Linked DNA regions of Sus scrofa: all the other regions are linked to region 1. The links are chromatin contacts, called in public HiChIP or PLAC-seq maps. All regions are on one chromosome and are shown on one strand. The core of a region is the stretch at or near the end of the contact, and the rest is flanking DNA. Distances in the headings are between cores, read along the strand shown.

Region 1 (2,700 bases), core at 35-2,534:
AAATAGCACCTTCCTTGACCACAGTAAATTATAACCCTGTAACAACAGTTAATGTTTGTTTAGCACTGTCAGAAATTACTCTAAATCCTTTACATATTTTAACAATCATTTAATCATTCCAACAATCCTGTGAGGAAACCGAGGCAAAAGAATTGGCAATTGCTGTCACTTCATTGTATTTATGGAATTTATGTATTTCCCTCCTCATATTCTTGGAGGGTAGAACAGCCCTCATCTTTGTAGTTGCTATGCTTGTATAGCTTCTGGCATATAATAAAAACAGGAGGCGCTCAATAAACATCTTTTGAACAAATGGCCACAGCTTTCCCTTAGGTTCTAACTGCAGACTTGGACACTCTTCCTGGCCATCAACCCTCTAATTTCCCCAGAGCACGCGAGAAGCATAACAAACAAGCGTGTAGTGGAGTCCTACTTAAGGCTAAGGAACCTTTAAGTATTTACCAAACGTTTTGCAGAAGTATATATCCATCCTCATATATACCACCAAGCTCTTTCTGCAGCTAATTTCTTAAAGTTTTTACAAATTTCCATGCATCCATCAGGCATGTAGAAAACATTACTCAACGATGACGACATTAAACATTACATATAAGAATTCTCAAAAAAGGAATGTGGAGCTTACTTTGATCTCGCAGAAACTTGATTTCAGTGGCCATGTAGATACAATTTTAGCTTGGAGCTTTCACCACTTTTACTTTTCTCAAAAAGACACAAAGCAGGCTGTACGGGGAAAACAAAACCAAAGCAATGCCTCCGAGGTTGTCTAGCACTCGAGTGCTGTAATCCGAATCCTACTCACGCGGCATCAACAGCCCCGCCGCGCCTTCCTTCTTCAGACTCTCAGGCGAGTCCCTCGCTCAAATGAGGCACTAAAGATTTCAGGTTTGCTGGAGACCCGCTAAATTAGTTCCCTTCCACGTTCACCCGAATCCCAGCCAGTGGGGAACAGGGACGCGTGTGAATACAGGCGTCCGCGGGTCACTCCAGGTCGTGTCGGGCCACTCAGGAGAGCGCCGAGGTAGCCAGCGGGCAGCCGTGTGGCGGCGTCCTCGGTGGAGCCAGGAGCTACTCCAAAGCGTCCAGGAATCCCGGGACCAGTATCGGAAATCGACTGGGCCCGCCCAGCGACTTTGAAACCGGTGCCCCAGACCGCTCCTTGGAGACGGTGACGCCGCCTGCGTCTTTACGCGTGCGTCAGCGCTTACGTCACCACGCTTCCTGGAGTTCTCTCACGCTATTGGCTATCAGTCAAGCGATGGGCGGAGCTGTAGGAACCTGGATGACAGCGGGCTGAGCCACCTGTGAAGCGGCGAGCGCGCTGTGGGGCCTGTGTTCTTTTTTAAAAGAACGCCCGCCCCTCCCAAATTTAAACGTAGGTAGGGAATTAAATATATAGTTTAAGTACCACAGTATTTTTGTTACTGGGAGAACCCGCTGGCCAAAGGGGTGGTGAAAAACGCTTAGTTTCTGCGTCTGGGGGCGGAACCCAGACTTCAGAGTCTGCTTCCAAACCTGTCCTTCTGGAGGATTTATGAGTATGAATTTGTTATCTTCAGAAGCTAGGTACGTGGGTGTTTGGAGAACTGACACAGCTGTTGTTTAAATAGTTAACCGTGAGCAATAAGGGAGGTAGGTAGAAGTACTACAAAGATCCTGCAAATTCAGCAGTTATTTCTTTAGCGATAACTTTGCTTCCTCAAAAAAAGAAACAAAAGTTACGTTCTTTGCAAGAAAAAAATTAGGTAAAACTTTACATTTGTAAATGGATTACAATCCCCATTTTTAAAAATTGATTTTGTCTAGATGTGTCTAGATTTAGATGTCTTTTTTTTTTAACAGCATTAGAGGAAATTTCAATGCCAGCAATAAAAATGTTAACTTGAGGCCAGCCACCAGTTAGTGCTTTTTAATCAAATATGTGTGTTTATGGGTTAAGTTTATGAGCAGACCATAGATACAGCTCGATTTAGCTTTCTCTTTAACAGATTAAGAAGCTTTTGTTGTCTTGTACTCGTTATGCTCTATAAACAAAGTAATGCTGGCAGAATGTATTAAGACGTTTTTCAAATGCATCCAGTGGTATCCACTTAGGTATTTGAAGTCCTGTTACAGGTTTTCTCTATACTCGCTATTAAGGGAATGAGATGGTCCCTTCCTCTAAAGACTGGTTGTAAACAGGGAGGTTTATCTAATAACTATAGAAAGTTTAATTTAGCATTGAATAAAGATTGTACTTGATTTCGTTTTCAGTTGCTATGAATTAACACAAAAACTTGTTGGAAGGAGAAACTGAGAGTGCTAGCTGCAGCTCTTTTTTGCAGGTCAGTGTGTGTATCTTTCCATGAATCTCTCACTTCTCAAGGTCTTACTTGTATCTTCCCCTACAATTGAAACATATACTATCATAGGGTGATTTAGCTTGGCACCAAGCAATAGTCATACACTTAACTCTACATTTACACTACAAGTTGATATTAGTTTGGGTGAGAGCAAGCAGTACTTTCTGGGTATAAATGATGAGGTGGTCTCTGCAGTGAATAATTGAATATCTGAAATTGGAATTTTACCTTTGTACTTGAATTATTTGGCCTGTAGGGTCAAGGTCAATACAAACTGTAGTTTTAGGGGTTTGTGGTGTGTTTTTTTTGTTTGATTGTTTGGGGGGGATTGTTACAAGAT
Region 2 (2,712 bases), core at 57-2,556, 610 kb before region 1:
CTCTGGATTGCTGTTAGAACTTTAAAGAGATTGACTTGAATTTTTAAATAAGAAAGTTGCTGATATTTCAAATACTGCTGGTTTTGCTTAGATTTGGTTGAATTTCAATATTTGGCTGGTTAATTCTCTAGATAGAGTTTCCTCATGTCTTTACTCAGATGTATGTATAAGTCTCAGTAGCTCAAGTTTCAAGAAGTGGAGTTCATTTTGTTCTGTAAATACACTGACTTTTTTTTTTTTTTTTTTTTTTTTTTTTTTTTTAGGTCTCATCTAGGGTAGACAGTCTGTTTAATCTCAGTTGGTCTAACTGCTATCAAGTTCTGGTCATCTTAGCTTGGGTAAATGATTGAGAACTGGTTCAGATACTCTATAGAGAACTCTATTTGTCATATTCTAGGTCCCAAACCTTGGCTCAGTAAGACTTCAATACACACACACACACACACACACACACACACACACACATGGATTTTGGTTGTTCTTATTGTTATATAAATTTTGTCCTAAAGCTGTAACCAGTACATGCTCACTATAGTAAAATTTGCAAATTATAGAAAAATAATAGGAAAAGAGAAAAATTACCCCAGTTCCACCTAGAGACAATGACTGATTTGAGGGATATTTCCTTCTACTCTTTATTTCTTATGCAGTTTTCCTTTCTTCACATAGTACATTTTTGCACCCTACTTTTAAAAATGTGAATTATAAGTATTTTTCCATTTTACCACACACTCTTTTTAATAACATTTGGATGATTGCCTAGCATTCCACATAGTGCAGTGCATTTCAGAAAGAACATAACTTGGTGGAGGAGACTACAACATACTCATAGAGTCAGCTTTGATTGTGTTCCCAAATGAGTAAGGCAGGGGTATAAAACCTTATGGATAACACGGTGTCCTCAGAGGGTGCGAGCAGATGTACCATATCTCAGCAGAGCTTCTCTTGCTCTGCACTGACCATGTGAGGCACATGGCTTCAGCTGGTACTCTCCATATTAGGTCTCCACAACACTTTTATCATCCGTTTGCATCCTTGGAAGACTATACGCTTTTGTTGAAAATAATTATTACAGCACTAAACTTTGCTGGAACCAAACTCAGCAAGAATAAGTGATGTACCTGCCTTGGAGGATGTGTCAGTTATCTGTTTATTACTTCACAGTTATAAATTTGCTCTTCATTGCCTACTCTGAGAAAGTGGATATGGGCCCTTTAAATATTTTTTCTTTGCCAGATGGTGCCATGTTAAACTTTGCCAATAGATAGTGCTTGAGAAACACTGCAGGAGGGAAGTATTTTGCTTCCTAGTCTGGCCTGCTCCCTAGACAGGCTCCTGGAGTGCATGGGGCTTCTGACCAGCACCTACTGTCATAGTAGCCAGCAATAACCAGTGGCCAGCACTTTACTCTTTCATCTCTTCTTGGGTGACTTTGTAGTAGAATGCCTCTAGTGAGACATCTCCCTGTGAACAGCTTTCCCAGCACCCTAAAGAATGGATTTCCAGCAAATTCCATAAAGCAGATTTTCAGCATATTTGGTGAGCATACACTGTAGCTATCTCTCTGCCATTCATTAGTCTAGTCTGTGCTCTTGCCAGTCAAGTCTGGATTTTTTTTAGCCCTGTCTGTGGAGAGGATGGGGTCATACCTTGGGTACTGAATCTCAGCCCTCGGGCAGGAGCTGCTCCCCATTTCCATATCCTTTAGAGTTCCTTTTACTCCTGAGTAGCCTATTCCTTTTTATGTCGATGTCCTGATATAATTAATAGTGATTTATATTAAATATTCCTGTTCAAATCACTATGTGTCTTTTTTCTCCTGATTAAACCCAGACTGATAAAGGGGAGGAAGCAGAGTAAGAGCCCAGGTGTCTCTGTCTTTACCTTTCTCGCATGATGGAAAGGCCATTTCCTGCATTAGTCTACTTCTTGACTCTTAGCCTTCCTGAGCCCCAGAGTCCTCATCTGTAAAATAGTGTTTATAATAATACCTGTCTCATAGGGTCTTTTTGAGGGTTAAAAGAGATTAATATATACAAATTACTTGAAACATTGCCTGGCGTATAGTAAGTATTTAATGTATGTTATTTGTCACTATAGTTTAATCTAGGTAAATCTGTCACTGAGTTTGATTGGAGGACTGCAAGTACAAACTCAGTTTTTTTTTTTTGTTTGTTTTTTGCTTTTTATGGCTGCGCCTGCAGCATATGGAGGTTCCCAGGCTACGGGTCAAATTAGGGCCACAGGTGCCGGCCTACACCACAGCCACAGCAACACCAGATCCAAACAACATCTGTGACCTATACCAAGCTCATGGCAACACGGGATCCTTAACCCACTGAGAGAGGCCAGGGATCAAACCTGCAACCTCATAGTTCCTAGTCGGATTCGTTCCACTGCACTGCAATGGGAACTCCCAAACTTCTTAACAAAGCATATACCACAGTTTACTTAACCATTCCCATGTGATAGACATTTAGTTGTTTTTACCATTTTGCTGTAATAATGCTATCATGAACTTCTTTGTGTATAAAACCCATTTACTCTTGGGTTTTCTTTGTTTCTTTCTTTGTTGCTTTCTTTCTTTCTTTCCTTTTTTTTTCGGTCTTTTTTTAAGGGCTATACCTGTGGCATATGGGGGTTCCCAGGCTAGGGGTCAAATCAGAGCTGTAGCTGCTGGCTTACACCACAGCCACAACAATGCCAGATCTG
Region 3 (2,700 bases), core at 197-2,696, 980 kb before region 1:
CATGCACTCAAGCTCATGAACTCAATTAAAAGGAGAATTCTTTTTATCTTTCAATCACAACTTCCAGGTTCTAACTACCCACAATTCTATTAAGCTTAGTTAGATATATGATTTTCAAAGGCACAGCAAACCAGAACACCCCGTGTAAAGTTGCGAGGAGAGGTTTGCAGACAGTAAAACAAACAACAGATTAAAAAATAATAATAATAAACAAAAAACGATAAGGAATAGTCTATGAAGAACAGTTAGGCAAAAAAAAAAAAAAAAAAAACTAAAAAGCATAGGTGAAAATTATAGCAGTGTAGAACAAATCAGTATAGAAGTAAATAGGCCCAAATGCCTCCTTAGGCCGGCTGGATGTCACTTTGCTACAACATATTTCATCACTGGCATTCATTTTAATGATCTCAAGATAAAATGTAAATAAAATTGCATTCCATATATTGTTTAGTAAATCAAGGACCAGAGAAATACATTTTCCAAATGGTTTCAAAGTGACTTCTAAAAAAGGTTTGGTGCTTAAGAGAGATAAACGAGCAAAAAATTAACAGAATCAGAGACAGCTGAAGTTCAGCTGTGACTTAATTAACTTGATTTAATAATTATGTTTAAAATGATTCTTAGCTCCGTTTTCCTAAAGGTGAAAATACTTCACTGTTTAGTAAGAAACAAACTATAACAATTCTGAATCACAGTCCATAAACTAGAACCAGAATAATCAGAATAGTAAGGGTCAAAATACACTTCGTCCCTTAACTGTTTAAAAATAAGTATTTATACATTTGGCATAGGACAAAAGTGAGTTCGTCTTGGGTTTATCTGCTAAAAAAGTATCAAGAAGTTAGCAGGCAATTAACTGAACACTAAGACCAGTTATTTTCAAGTACCTATTAAAACCATCATTTTCGAACTTTTATGAAATGTGTAAAGTGATCAGTTCTGTAAAGGGTCAAATGCAAAACTTAAAAAAATAAAGGGCCAAATGCAGAGCGCAGTTGCTTGGCTGCTGCATAACTGTTGTGAAGGTCCAAGAGGCTATCTGCCTTTCTATAACCCCTTCACCACAACCCGCCAACTCAAGGCGCCCCCGAGCCGGACGCGGGTTCTCTGAAGTAGAAGCGCATCTCCGGGTCTCGCCCAACCTGCCGCGGCTCCCGCCGCCTAGGCACCCCTCATTGCACCAGCTAAGGCTGACGCGAGGAAAAGCGTAAGTCCCAAGTGCGCAGGAGGGTGAGATGGCCTCCCCCCAACATCCGCTCACCTGCTTCCTGGTGTATGGTCTCCTAAGAGGGGCTCCTGTTCAGCCCCGACCCCAAAGCTCGCCATAGTTAAAGCTCCCACAAAGCTAGAGGTCAACTCTCGCGACACCTCCTACTCTCTCCCATTCCAGGAGGCCCGAAGGTGTCAGAACAGGCCCGCAAGTGCGCATGCGCACCCGACAACCAGAAGTGGGCGGAGCGTGCCAGGTCAGAGGCGGGGTCACGAAGAAGACAGGGCGGGGCGGGGCCGTGGAGATGACAGGGTTAAGGGGTGGGTCCTGAGGTCTGAACCTCCTCCTGGCGTTTCCGCCTCTCCGCCTCCAGGGACGACCTGAAGGAGAGCCAGAGAGGGGGCGTATCCAAACAGCCGCCCCGCCCAGGGTTCGTATGCCTTCCTATGCTTCCCTGTCCGCTACCTCTCGCACCTCAGTTCCTGGAGAGTGTGGTGAAGCTGCGCTTGCGGTTCAGCCCGAAAACAAGTCCCGGGAGAGATCGGTGGCGCAGGGAGTCTCGGCTAGCTGGATAGCAGGCGTCCGCCCAGCGGCCAGTGAGTATGTATCCAGTCCAGGCCGCGCTTCCCAAGCCTCTTGCAGCGCTGCCTACGTGCCAGGAGTCAGGGGCTGAGAGCGCAAGGCTTGGCGGGAGACTCGGGGGTCTGGAGCCCTGGGGAGGGTGGAAGTGCTCGGGCGGGTCCGAGTGAGGTGGGCTGGCGGGCTCTCCCCTCTGTGGAAAGTGGAGGTGGTGACGCGCTGTGCTTTATCTCGCCTGGTTAACTGCAAAGGCCCCTTACCCATAGTGCCTTGTTGAGACCTGGATTGAAGATGGGGGTCCTCCAGCCCCTCCTAACCTGCTGATCCCCAAATTGGAACCCCACCGCCGCCTGCGTGGACTGTGGGCTTTCAGCCTTGCAAGATACCAATCAGCAGAGCCTGCTGCTGTAACCTGGAGGTTAGAAAAGGCACAGCACAAGTTTGACAATGGCCAGCTCTTTTCATCACAAGGAGAATATTTTTAGAAAATAGGTTATGGGTTGTTTTTGTTTGTTTGTTTTCGGTAGATCGAGGTGCTGTTTCTTTTCTGGTGCTTACATATTAACATCTTACCTCTACAAGCAGACTTGTAAGCTAATTGGTGCAGTAGTCATGTGTGTCATAGTTAGCACTAGATACATCTTTATGTGATTTCATTTGATCACAACTATGGGATAGGTAAAGCAGACACATTTATAATTTACAGAGAACTAAGGCCCAGAAAAGTTAATAACTTACCCAGAGTCACTCGGTGTGAAAATGGCCGAGTTGGGACCCAAATTAAACTGTTTTCGATCAAAATGAGCACTTACTCTATTCCAGGCCCTATACTAGTTATGTACTGTATGGTATAAGCCATCACTTTTGATCTTTGTCTTGTTTGTAACCTTGTGTGTAGTCTATTAGATACA
Region 4 (2,700 bases), core at 177-2,676, 740 kb before region 1:
TTTATTAGTGTTATCTGGAAATGTATGTTATAACTACATTGCAAAAGAAGGGTTTCTAAACCAGCAACCTAAATATACACAGCTCTCTAAACGCAAAGTTCCAAAAACTTTTGGCTTGCAAAACTGGTGCGGGGTGGGGGTGGGGGGGTATGAATTTATAGCTCTTTTTTTTTCCTCAGTGAAAATACAATAAGTCATAATCAACGTGTATTTGAATACCTGCCTTCCTACTACCAAAAAAAAAAAAAAAAAAAAAAGAAAAAGAGAAAGAAACCGGACAGGCATGCCTGCTAGGTATATGAGCTCCACCCCCAAAACTCAGGGCGAATACCCTTGCCAGTATTTACTAGGATCTGCATTCTGGTATGCTTCATCTCACATTCATTGTTAATCTTGGAAAGCGTCTCCATACTAAAACTATTTTTTTTTAAGGTTGAAGTGTTGCTTATGTACCCGGACTTCATAGAGGGTTGGGACTTGGAGCTACGTGTACCTAAACGTGGCCCTATGAGTACTAGTAGAGAGAAAAGGGACATCAGTGGCAAAAAAAGAGTAAAGAAAGGAAAGCTGTGAATTACAGGGCCAAAAACTTTAGGTCCCTACTTTAGAAATTTTCCTTCTCTCCTGCCCACTACCATCCCAGGAGCTACAGTCTGAGGGCCAAGGTGACTGACGACAACTAAAAGGATTTTTTAAAACTCAGCACAAGAAAAAGCTGCGAGAAGAGTTGGGAAGAGAGAAAGATAAGAACTGAGAGCTGGTTCCTGGGACAACACTGGGACCCCGACTTCGGGGGAGAAACGCTGGAGGTGCCCGCGGCTGGGCTGGGTTGGGGACGGGCTGTCTCAGGTGCGGCAGACAAGGCGCGGGGGTCCAGATGTCGAGAAGGCTGCCAAACTAACCCGGTGCCCACGGGCCCTCCCATCAGAGGGGGGTCGCGCTTGATCTGCAGGGGGTCCTCACCCTCCCCTTCCAACTCCTCACCCGGGCCGTAGAACTTGCTGCCTTTGGTCACGTCGAAGACTTTCCCATTGACCGCGAGTAGGATGCGCGGCGTGCGGGACCCGTCATACTGGCGCAGCTGCTCCAAGCTGAAGTCCCGCTTCTTCATACGAGGCAGAGAAGCGGCTGGGCTCTCCTCGCCTGCCCCGGCTCCGGCGCCCAGACCCCGCCGCCCCCAGCGCACCCACAGCCGGTAGGCCCCCAGCAGCACTAGCGCCACCAGCGCCACGTTCAGCAGCATCTCCCCGCCCCCGTCAGAAGCGCCAACGCCGCTGTCGCCCAACCGCCCCCTTCTGCTGCCTCTCCCGCGCCGCCTGGGCTCTCGCTGCTGCCGTCGCTGCTGCTCTCGCTGCCACTCCCTAGGGTGCCTAGCTTCACGTCCCCATCACCCGCCGCCATCACTGCCCGCCAGCGCCTTCCTCCTCCTCCCCGCCCCCTGCCCGCCCCAACCTCACGGGGGCCCCGCCCATATGGGGGCCTCTCAGCCAATAACGTGAGGGTAGGGGGCGGGGCCAGATGGGCTCCCGATTGGGTGTTGACGGGGTAACGTTGTCTAGGATCCCTCCTCCACCTCCCTTCTTTTGCAGGCCGCGCTCGCGTGCGGCGCCCCGCCTACCTCGCCCCACACTTCCCTGCTTTTGCCCGTCATCTCTTCTAGTTGAAGTAGAAGGGGCGGTCCTGAAAAGATGCTGCGCGGGACGCGCGCGCGCATAGGCGGGGCAAAATTACTGCGCGTGCGCGGGTTCCGGGGCGCCACGCGCTCTCCTTTCCAATGCAACCCCTTCGGAAGGCACGCTCCGCCCAGTCCCCTCGCTGTGCGCGTGCGCCTAAAAGTCTCTTCCCTTCCCAGGCCTGGGTTGGCGTCCGCGAGCAGTTGCCTGTCTCTTGTCGCTCCGCCCGTGAGCTTCACGTGCGCCGAGGCTGCTGCTGAGGCGGGGCGGTCCCGGATTCCTTTCTGAGGGCATGAGTGGCTAGTGCGAGGCCTCGGCATAGTATTAACTGCTTTCGCAAATCGGTGAGGGGTGTCTCTCCCCTTGGACGCCGTCGCGCCCGTCCGGAAGCTATGAGCGTGGGCACTCAGGCAAAGCTACCGCCAGAAGTTTTGGCGATGAGCTGGTCTCCTGGCGCAGAGAGTGTACATAGAACCCGCATTGGAATTGTTTGGCAAAAGGAATCTACGTGCTGTCTGCGACAACGAGTAGCCACTCCCCAGTGGTTTTGGCCAAGGCTACTCTTGTCCAGTTTTCTTTCAGGTTTCAGTCTAAAGGTGTTATTCCTTAAGTCGTAATTTCTGGGGCGGTAGGGAAGTAGATGGGATAAGGTGGCCCTTCAATTCATTAGTTTAGCTTTATTTACAGTTTCTTTTCATCTACCTGGGCGTTGTAGAGTCTTAGCCTCACGTCCTTAAAATTCGGGTATAAGTGTCACCTGTGAAGCCTCATTCTGGATCTTTCACCTCACGCGCGCTCTCTTCATTTCACATACTCCCTTAGGCCTGAGTCTGTTTTTCTGCGTCTCAGTCTATGCCCCGCCCCGCCAAGCTGCTGTAAACTACTCTTGTGGTGAATGAAGGTTGTATCAGGGGAGTAACGGTTTCCGTTTAATCTTGAGGAATTGATGAGATGGAGGAGAGACGTGGGGGAGTATGGTATGCATATTAGGGAAACTAAGTGGTCCACTTTGGCTTTAAGTACTGAA

The links. HiChIP or PLAC-seq counts read pairs in DNA pulled down with a chosen protein or histone mark.
Region 2: an H3K27ac HiChIP or PLAC-seq map of alveolar macrophages shows a contact between it and region 1. The contact joins the promoter of JADE1 here to the promoter of C8H4orf33 in region 1. A contact is called at or near these places in 2 of 5 promoter capture datasets (fetal liver and fetal skeletal muscle), 2 of 47 Hi-C or Micro-C datasets (embryonic fibroblasts and skeletal muscle) and 2 of 2 datasets of contacts at active chromatin or transcription factors (alveolar macrophages and skeletal muscle).
Region 3: a contact with region 1 is called in an H3K27ac HiChIP or PLAC-seq map of alveolar macrophages. The contact joins the promoter of MFSD8 here to the promoter of C8H4orf33 in region 1. A contact is called at or near these places in 1 of 5 promoter capture datasets (fetal liver) and 1 of 2 datasets of contacts at active chromatin or transcription factors (alveolar macrophages).
Region 4: a contact with region 1 is called in an H3K27ac HiChIP or PLAC-seq map of alveolar macrophages. The contact joins the promoter of PGRMC2 here to the promoter of C8H4orf33 in region 1. A contact is called at or near these places in 1 of 5 promoter capture datasets (liver), 1 of 47 Hi-C or Micro-C datasets (embryonic fibroblasts) and 2 of 2 datasets of contacts at active chromatin or transcription factors (alveolar macrophages and skeletal muscle).

Annotation. Positions count from the first base shown.
Region 1 is chr8:95,947,965-95,950,664 of Sscrofa11.1, reverse strand. It overlaps C8H4orf33 (UPF0462 protein C4orf33 homolog), which reads left to right and starts at 1,284. Exons shown (of 13, transcript XR_002346802.1): 1 at 1,284-1,393. SCLT1 (sodium channel and clathrin linker 1) reads right to left here and starts at 1,205. Exons shown (of 20, transcript XM_021100694.1): 1 at 644-1,205. The coding sequence starts at 677.
Region 2 is chr8:96,562,726-96,565,437 of Sscrofa11.1, reverse strand. It overlaps JADE1 (protein Jade-1), which reads left to right and starts at 1,306. Exons shown (of 15, transcript XM_021100682.1): 1 at 1,306-1,539.
Region 3 is chr8:96,923,809-96,926,508 of Sscrofa11.1, reverse strand. MFSD8 (major facilitator superfamily domain-containing protein 8) reads right to left here and starts at 1,446. Exons shown (of 12, transcript XM_021101605.1): 1 at 1,262-1,446. The coding sequence starts at 1,326. It overlaps ABHD18 (protein ABHD18), which reads left to right and starts at 1,647. Exons shown (of 14, transcript XM_013978904.2): 1 at 1,647-1,806. The coding sequence starts at 1,647.
Region 4 is chr8:96,691,549-96,694,248 of Sscrofa11.1, reverse strand. It overlaps PGRMC2 (progesterone receptor membrane component 2), which reads right to left and starts at 1,426. Exons shown (of 4, transcript NM_001097521.2): 1 at 1,253-1,426; 2 at 985-1,250. The coding sequence starts at 1,401. It overlaps LOC102166663 (a long non-coding RNA gene), which reads left to right and starts at 681. Exons shown (of 5, transcript XR_002346425.1): 1 at 681-809.